Regions from separate parts of the Ovis aries genome. Here region 1 is linked to region 2. A link is a contact called in public Hi-C data. All regions are on one chromosome and are shown on one strand. Each heading gives the region's core, a stretch centred on a gene start, on an enhancer-like site or on the middle of the called end of the contact. The rest is flanking DNA. Distances are from core to core; before and after follow the strand shown.

Region 1 (4,280 bases), core at 1,097-3,596, 190 kb after region 2:
GGAAAAATATTCAAAGTTATACTTAAGTGAGAAGAGCAATTTTCAGCAGCAGCAATGAAAATATACTGTGTGCTCATTACCATGTCCCTGTACTAAGTGTTTAAATAATGAATTCATTTAATCTCATAATAATCCCATGATAGTTTCCTATTATTAAAAAGAGGAAAAGAAGATACATGGATATTACATAACTTTCCAAGGAAACACAGGCAGTAAATGATAGAAGAATCATAATTCAAAGCAAGACCGTCTGAATCCAGAGCTTTCATTCTTAAACATTAATGATGTAGTTCAAAAACGTGTATGTTTTTAAGTATATCTGTATATATAATTAACTTATATATGCATACATAAAATCTCTAGTAGTATGCATTTATAAAAATACACCTTCCAGCTTTGAGAAAATGAGAGAAAGGAGGCTTTTATATGCACTTAGTAACCTTCAGTGCTATTTATATTCTCCTTTCACAACATCACTTTTATACTTTACAATTTTTTTCAAAAATCCTGATCACACAATAAAGACAAACTATATTCATCTTGTAATGTCAGGATACTCTGCAACTGAATGGTTCCAGAAACTTCGAAGAGCGAAATGAAAGCTTTTTCACAAAATTAAATCTTTACACCAATGCCTATCAATTACTCATAGTCCTCATCAATAAATATGTCAGAAAAATACTGAATACCTCCAATAAACACTGCTGCTGCTGCTGCTAAGTCGCTTCAGTCGTGTCCGACACTAAAACAAAACTAACGCGGTATGTTCGGTTTTCTTATTACTCTGGCAATTGTTCTTGCTGTGTTATTATTCTGGACTGCTGCTGCTAAGTCACTTCAGTCGTGTCCGACTCTGTGCGACCCCACAGACGGCAGCCCACCAGGCTCCCCCAACCCTGGGATTCTCCAGGCAAGAACACTGGAGTGGGTTGCCATTTCCTTCTCCAATGTGTGAAAGTGAAGTCGCTCAGTCGTGTCCGACTCTTAGCAACTCCATGGACTGCAGCCCACCAGGCTCCTCCGTCCATGGGATTTCCCAGGCAAGAGTATTGGAGTGGGGTGCCATTGCCTTCTCCTGATTGATTATTCTGGACTAGCCCGTTTTATTAACGTGCTCAAGCCTGTGCTATCCTCACTTGTTCAACTGTTTGTGAGCAGTCACACGGAGATCTCCAATTCAAAGACTGCCCGGGCTGTCTTAAAGTTCAAATGTGCACTGTGCGTTCTATTCCTTCATTCATGCATCTGGCAAACACGGACTGCCCACTAAGAGTCAAGCACTGCAGTTTTCTGTAACCCAGGACACTACCCGTCTGTGAACTGTTTGGCACTGGTTCACAAGGGGCTAAGTACAGAAATTGGGAGTTTATTTTTATACAGTTTAATACTGCCAACTTTATGTCTGCTAGCTCGCTAGCTCAAAAAAATCTAATTTGTATTTCTGCCTATTTCTTCCATTTCACCTATCTAATAATTTTATCGTACTTTACAGAATTATTGGCTGGGGCAGATGGATTTTTTTTTAAGGTCATTTACAGAAAAAGTGAAGCACTGATAGGTTAAATTACTTGCTCAACTTCATAGTGACACTAATTCTGTCATTTACCTATCCACTGACTTGAGAAATATTTCTGAAGAGCCTGGGACACCAGACACTAAGCTCCACGCTGCAGCTACTGTGCACCAGAGAAGCCGAGAGCCCAGCCTCTTCCAGCGTGAGTCCCACTCGGAGTCCCAGGAGTCGCCCTAGACGCGCCGCCGGCAGCTCTCGCTGCTGGTTTCCCTTCTAGCACTCAATTCAGAAGACGCGTGCAAAGGAGTGCGGACAACGCAGGCCCAAAATGTAGATACCATACAGAAATACAACAAACCGAGGAAAAGCACGAACGCACACTGTTCCAAGTGACCAGCCCAGACTTTACTTCCTACGCTGGGCCCCGCCCCCGGCCCCGCCTCTCGGTCTCACCCAACTTAGCCGAGCCCAACAACGACGTCAAACTCCGCCCTGCCCCCCGGTTCCATCCTGACTCCGCCTTCAACCCCGCCTCCAGACTCCGCCCCCAGCTCCGGCCCCGCCCGCCAACGAGTGCCTGGCTTAGCTCTCGCGACTCACCCTCGTCCGGCCGAGCTCCGCCTTCCGCTGCAGCTCCGAGAGCCGTTCCAAAGCGCTCGCGAAGCCGCCTGGGCGCGGCCTAGGCTCCGTGGAATCAGAACTCTCGCTTCCGGAGCCACTCTCAGTGCCTGCTCCTCGACAGGATCGAGAGAAGAGAAACACTCGCAGAAAATGACTCTCGGCAGTCACGGCACGGGTCCGACACAGCGCCGCCATGACGGATCCACGACCTCTGACCTTTGGCTTCTCCGCAAGCGCGCAGGTCGCGGGGCGGAGCAACGAGGGGCCGCCCATTGCAGAGCCCCGTGGGCGGTGGGCGTGGTCTGGTCGGTGGTTCGGCCAAGTGTGGGTCGAGAGAGCTTCTGGTTGGTGGAGAAAATCTTTGATGGCTAGCAGCTAGCCCCTGGTAGCAGCGGCCCGCTAAGTTTTTCCTGGAAAGCCTTCTGACTCGCAGCGATTTCGCCCTCCGAGGTACCCCTTGGGCCTTGTGCTGCTGTAAATTCTAGTAATGCGACACTTGCTACCCCCGCCTCCCTCGTCCTTCCCCAGAATGTCCGAAGGTTCTTACCCCCACCGCTCTTCAGGGCTTTGCTCAACTGCGAGGTTCTCCTTGACTATCTTACGTAGAATAGGAACTCCAAATACTATCGGACCCCCGCCACTTAACACTTATTAATATGCCATGTAGTTTACTTACAATAATTGTGCTTAGCATGTGCTCTGAAGTTATGAACTCTATTGGGAAAGACTGATGCTGGGAGGGACTGGGGGCAGGAGGAGAAGGGGAACGACAGAGGATGAGATGACTGAATGGCATCACTGACCCGATGGACGCGAATCTAAGTGAACTCCGGGAGTTGGTGATGGACAGGGAGGCCTGGCATGCTGCGATTCATGGGGTCGCAAAGAGTCGGACATGACTGAGCGACTGAACTGAACTGATGACGGCAGGAATTGTGCTGTTGAATCCCTGACAGCGAGCACGTGGTAGGGCTTAACCATTTGGGGATCCAAGTGTGTCCTTCTTTGCCTATTCTGTGGTCAGCCCAGCCATGTTACAAAAATACTAATTTGAGACGTTTTGGGTCACCTCTGGCTGCAATCCTTTCTCTTAGGGAGTAAGTTCCTAATGCCTAGATATGCACTACCCAGAGGACCCACGCTCACTTATGATTTTCTCCCTTCCGGCGCCATGTTAATTGCCAGAATTGCCCACCTTCTTCAAAACTGAGCTGAATACCACAGTTGTGTTAATGAATTAAGCTGTCCATCCTTCTACCCAGCATTTTTATAATACACAATTATTTACTTGAGCAAGTACTGTTCCATCGCATTTGCAAGTACTTTGTGGTGAGGAATTTTTATGTATGACCCCAGACCCTGTAATAATGCTTTTGACTGTGAGACTTTTGTTTTTGGCCAGGCCAGGCATCTTGTAGGGAGCTTATTTTCCTGACCAGTGACTAAACCCTGAACTGGACAGTGAAACCTCAGAATCCCAGCCAGTGGGCCCACCAGAGAATCCCCAATAATGCTTTTGACTATGGATTTTAAAACTCTGATATTCTCCTCAATTGTGTAGACAGTAGAAAGAACACAAGTGGACTAACCTTTGTTGTTCAGTTGCTTAGTCGAGTCTGACTTTATGACCCAGTGGACTGTGGCACACCAGGCTGCCCTGTCCATCACCATCTCCCAGACCTTACTCAGACTCAAGAAGCTGAAGTTGAATGGTTCTGTGAAAATCTACAAGACCTCCTAGAACTAACATCTAAAAAAGATGTCCTTTTCATCATAGGCAATGCCAAAGAATGCTCAAACTACCACACAGTTGCCCTCGTCTCACATGCCAGTAAATTAATGTTCAAAATTCTCCAAGCCAGGCTTCAGCAATACATGAACTGTGAACTTCCAGATGTTCAAGCTGGTTTTAGAAAAGGCAGAGGAACCAGAGATCAAATTGCCAACATCCGCAGGATCATCGACAAAGCAAGAGTTCCAGAAAAACATCTTTCTGCTTTATTGACTATGCCATAGCTTTTGACTGTGTGGATCACAATAAACTGTGGAAAATTCTGAAAGAGATGGGAATACCAGAGCACCTGACCTCCCTCTTGAGAAATCTGAATGCAGGTCAGGAAGCAAGTTAGAACTGGACATGGAAAAA
Region 2 (4,799 bases), core at 1,097-3,596:
CGTGTGTCTCTTATGCCAGCAAGATGCCTCTAGCCAGAGAGCGCCACCCAAGGTCTCTCTTTGCAAGGAGACCCTGAGCTTACTGGGGCTGGCTGGGAAAGGCCAAGAAAGAGAAGTCCCAGCACTAGCCTTTCTGAGGAGTGGACAGAAATTGGTACCACGTCCCCCACCTCCACAGGCTTCCCAGGTGGTGCAGTGGTAAAGAATCTGCCTGCCAATGCAAGAAACTGGGTTCAGTCCCTGGAACTCATTCCAATATTCGTGCCTGGCAAATCCCATGAACAGAGGCTCCTGGTGGGCTACAATCCATGGGGTCTCGAAGAGTCAGATGCAATTTAGCACATGCACGCTAGCGCTAGCCAGCTTCCCCACATCCTGCTTGCCTCTCAGCCCTGCACCTCCACCTCAAAGAGCCTGAAGACTCCCCTAAACCGCCTACTGACTAGGGAGCTCTGTCTTAATTGAAATGAAACAGACTGAGCTCTCCCTGTTTTACCAGTGGAGACATTGTGGGAAGAACACAATCAGAATTGAAAACTGTTCTCATCAAGACACATCCTAATTTCAGCCCTAACCGTCTCCTGAGCCATTTGATCAGAAGTAGCTATGTTTAGGACTTTGGCACACATAAATCATTCAAATATTTGTCAAGTTCTGTGTCATGCCATCTAATTTATGCTGTGTATGTGTGTTAGTCACTCAGTTGTATCTGACACTTTGCGACCCCATGGACTGTAGCCCTCCAGACTCTTCTGTCCCTGGGATTTCCCAGGTAAGAATACTGGAGTGGGTTGCCATTCCCTTATCCAGGGCATCTTGCTAACCCAGAGATCGAACCCAGGTGTCCTGCATTACAAGCAGATTCTTTGCCACCTTAGCCACCAGGGAAACTCCAATTTATGCTGTAGATTAAAGGAAATAAAATACGCAATCAGTATGTTTCATTAAGAAAAAAAAAAACTTGGAAGATCATGGCCACCAATTACCCCTTGTGTATGAATAACTCCTAAATCCAGGTCTCTCCTTGCCCCTGGACCCATGTTTCCAATTGCCTGCTGGACACCTACATCTGGGTATTCCATACCTTCTCAACTGTTTGTCCTCAAATTTAGTTCCATCCCAACGCAGGTCTATTGTCACCTTTTGTATCTGGCAAGTTCTTGAGATGAGGTAAGGCTAATAAGCTGGATAAGTACAAACACATCTCTCCCACCACACCGTGGAGGCAGATTGGCACTGGCTGATTCTCAAGGATGTTTGTAGGACTTAGGAGACAGTGCAGAACTACTCAGGGATGCATGTATTGTGGTCCCACACATCAGCTGCTGCTGCTGCTAAGTCACTTCAGTCGTGTCCAACTCTGTGCAACCCCATAGATGGCAGCCCATCAGGCTCCCCGTCCCTGGGATTCTCCAGGCCAAGAATACTGGAGTGGGTTGCCATTTCCTTCTCCGCCACACATCAGCAGTTCTCCTCAATCATGAATACTGAAGTGAAAGTGAAACTGTTGTGTCTGACTCTTGGTGACCCCATGGACTGCAGCCCACCAGGCACCTCTCTCCATGGAATTCTCCAGGCAAGAATACTGGAGTGGGTTGCCAGTCCCTTCTCCAGGGTTTTTCCTAACACAGGGATCAAACCTGGGTCTCCTGCATTGCAGGCAGATTCCTTACTGTCGGAGCCACGAGGGAAGCCCTGAGTACTTAAGATAAAGGGTAATAAGACAGCAGGAGCACCGAACAGGCTCTAGGAATAGTTTTTATTACCATTATGATCATTTAGATAGATGTACAGCCAAATCTGGCATTTGGGTGCCTGCCTTTCCATTTGGGGCCCTTTGCCCTGAGGGCGGAATCCCCCTTGCTCACTCAGATCCCCATTCTGAAGTTCCTGCTCACACTGCCTTTCCTCCTTGACTCATAGAAAGCAGAACCTGAAGGGAACATTAGAGATCATCTAGTTCAGTCTCTGTGTGTACAGATGAGGTCATGGAAATGGAAAGAATTGCCATGCCCACAGTCACAGAACTCCAGCGGCAGAGCTGTAACTAGAACTAAGATCAGCTGCCATGTTCCACTCTCTTCTTTCACAACCACACAGTGACGCAGAAAAGTTAACACCCTTCCCAGGGATATTTACAATTTCACAAGGTTCAAAGAGTCAACCTGATCCAGCTCTAAGGGTAGAACACCAGGGATCAAGCACAGAGCGGGGCAGGGGTTTCCAAACTAGCTATTTATGAGGCTTCATATTCTAGAATGCATCTCAACAGCCCAGAGGGCTAACATTTATACAAAGCTTTGTTGTCTCTCAAATGCCATTTGATATTCATGCCTTAATAGCTGGAGAGGAAACCACCTGAAGTGACTACCTTGTACTGCTACAGAGTCTGCATGTCCTAACGGGATTCATCCTGTAGTCTGGGCCTTCCTCTCATACATAAGAAAAACCTACATTATTTCCCCCAGAGAAAATTGAAGCTAGTAATAAATTTTCATTTCCCTTTCCAGTTGTTCTTTGTATTTTGTTGCCAATTGCCCGATTGCTGAGCTATGAACTTGAGCTGGAGGAGGGACTAAAGGTGTGGGGTGATGTCGTGAACCTGGGCTTGGATCCAGGAGTTGTCTGTGTTTACTCACCTTGGTGATTGTCAAGCCATTGTCCCTGGGCAGGCTAACTGGACTGCATGTGAGCCAACATGCCTAGTGCTAAGCCTTGCTTCTTGAATGCACTCTCTTCTCACAACCCCATCCTTTTTTAAACATTGGAAATAGCTTTGCCATTTCCATTTTCCTCCATTCTGGTCTCTCCCACGTCCTTCCCATTTATCTTAGCAAGGCAAATAAAAAAGGAACCATATTTAGAAAACATACTTAACCAAGCATGTCATAGATATGCAACAAGCATGCTGAGGTTAATCTCGTGATTGTTATTCTTCCTCTGCATCTATGAATCAAGAAGCCCTGGAGAATCTGTGTGAATGCTAAGTGGCTTCATTCGTGTCCAACTCTTTGTGACCCACCAGGCTCCTCTGTCTAGGGGATTCTCCAGGCAAGAATACTAGAGTGGGTTGCTATTTCCTTCTCCAGGGGATCTTCCCGACCCAAGGGTCAAACCCACGTCTCTTATGTCTCTTGCACTGGGCGGGTGGGTTCTTTACCACTAGCACTGCCTGGGAAGCCTGGAGAATCTGGCATGTTATTAAATGTCATATATTCACACAGGGTGTACTTGACAAAGAAGAAAATATTACTTAAAAACTAACAAGGGAGAGGATTATGATTCTAGGTAGAAATCTTGACATTATTCACGGAGTTTCCCATGGCCCCTAATAAGGAATCTACAAGATCTTTTCCACAAATAACCCATCCACTAGCATGAAATTCAAATTCAATTTCATGTCTTTAAAAATCTTGACTGTTTTTCAGTCTACTCTATCATACATTCATGTTTATATGAATATAAAATTCTCCCATAATTTCTAATAAAATGAAAGCTTCAGTAAGATGCATCAAGCTTATTCTCTGATTCTCAATTGCCCCTGTAGTGCTCCAACATGAAAAATCAAACTTAACCATCAAGGGAACCACTGGAAAAGCCATGTTCTTTGAAGGTCTGTGTTGCATATTGATTCTAAGCCTTTTTATTTTCCCACTGCAATGAGAAGCCTGTGCACTGCAATGAAGAGTAGCTCCCTCACTGTAGTTTTGATTTGCATTTCTCTAATAATTAGTGATGTTGAGCATCTTTTCATGTGTTTATTTGCCATCTGTATGTCTTCTTTGGAGAAATGTCTATTTAGGTCTTCTGGCACTCTGTGATGACCTAGTAGGGTGAGGGGAGGGAGGCTCAAGAGGGAAGTGATATATGTATAATTATGGCTGATTTGCACTGTTGTATAGCAGAAACCAACACAATATTATAAAGCAATTTTCCTCCAATTAAAAAAATAAACTTAAAAAAAAGTATCTCCCACTCACCACACATTATAAAGCAATTTTCCTCCAATTAAAAAAATAAACTTAAAAAAAAGTATCTCCCACCACCACACTAAAGAAAACCCACACACATCAATGAAGACTTAGCATAGTCAAAAATTAATTAATTAATTTAAAAAAGAGAAGAAGGAACCAGAACAAGATAGGTAGGAGGGGCAGAGAAGCAGTACCGTCAAGATCCACAAAGCCAAGGTAGACAATGTATAAATAGGATAATCATCATCGTAGTGGTTCTAACCAAAGTACAAAGGATCCAAGCCCTATGTCAGGCTCCCCAGTCCTGGGGTCCTGCACCAGGAAGAAACCCCTGGAATCTGTGGCCTTGAAGGCTAGCAGGGCTTACATACAGAAGATGTGGAGGTCTGTAGGAAACAAATATTCCACTCTTGTAGGACACACACACACAATCTCACATGAGCTGAGACCCAGTGCAGAGCCAGTAAATTGAAAGGAGCCTGGGTCAGACCCCTTTGCTGATCTTGGAGAGCCTTCTAGAGCAGCAGGAGACAACTGGAGCTCACTCTGGGAACATACGTACTGGCATCAGAAATTTGAGGAGCTCGCTCTACCACAAGGATACTGAGACTGGCAAGTACCATTTTGGAGTCCTCTCTCCACCCTATTAGCACTGGAGGCTTGCCCACCCACCAGCAGGCCAGCCACAGGACCCTCAGGCCACATAGCCAGCCATGCTGGAACATGACCCCATCTACCAGCTGGCCAGCAGCTACCATTCAAGGCAGGGCCTGGCAGCCAATAAGACTGGAGGGCAGCCCTGCCATTCAGCACACCCATGGTAGT

Evidence for each region. Hi-C and Micro-C count contacts between places; a contact is called where the count stands out from the background.
Region 1: a Hi-C map of liver shows a contact between it and region 2, with 2.0 times the contacts expected there. The contact joins the promoter of MRPS28 here to the enhancer-like site in region 2. A contact is called at or near these places in 2 of 16 Hi-C or Micro-C datasets (liver and skin fibroblasts).

What each region holds. Positions count from the first base shown.
Region 1 is chr9:56,319,398-56,323,677 of ARS-UI_Ramb_v3.0, forward strand. It overlaps MRPS28 (mitochondrial ribosomal protein S28), which reads right to left and starts at 2,347. Exons shown (of 3, transcript XM_027973077.2): 1 at 2,114-2,347. The coding sequence starts at 2,329.
Region 2 is chr9:56,124,400-56,129,198 of ARS-UI_Ramb_v3.0, forward strand. No RefSeq gene overlaps it. Among named protein-coding and RNA genes, the nearest start is that of HEY1, 73 kb to the left of the region's middle. Within about 2 kb of position 2,347, at least 4 of the 54 cell types and tissues checked have an H3K27ac peak or open chromatin away from gene starts, as enhancers often do. A contact at or near this core is called in liver, where this site is marked.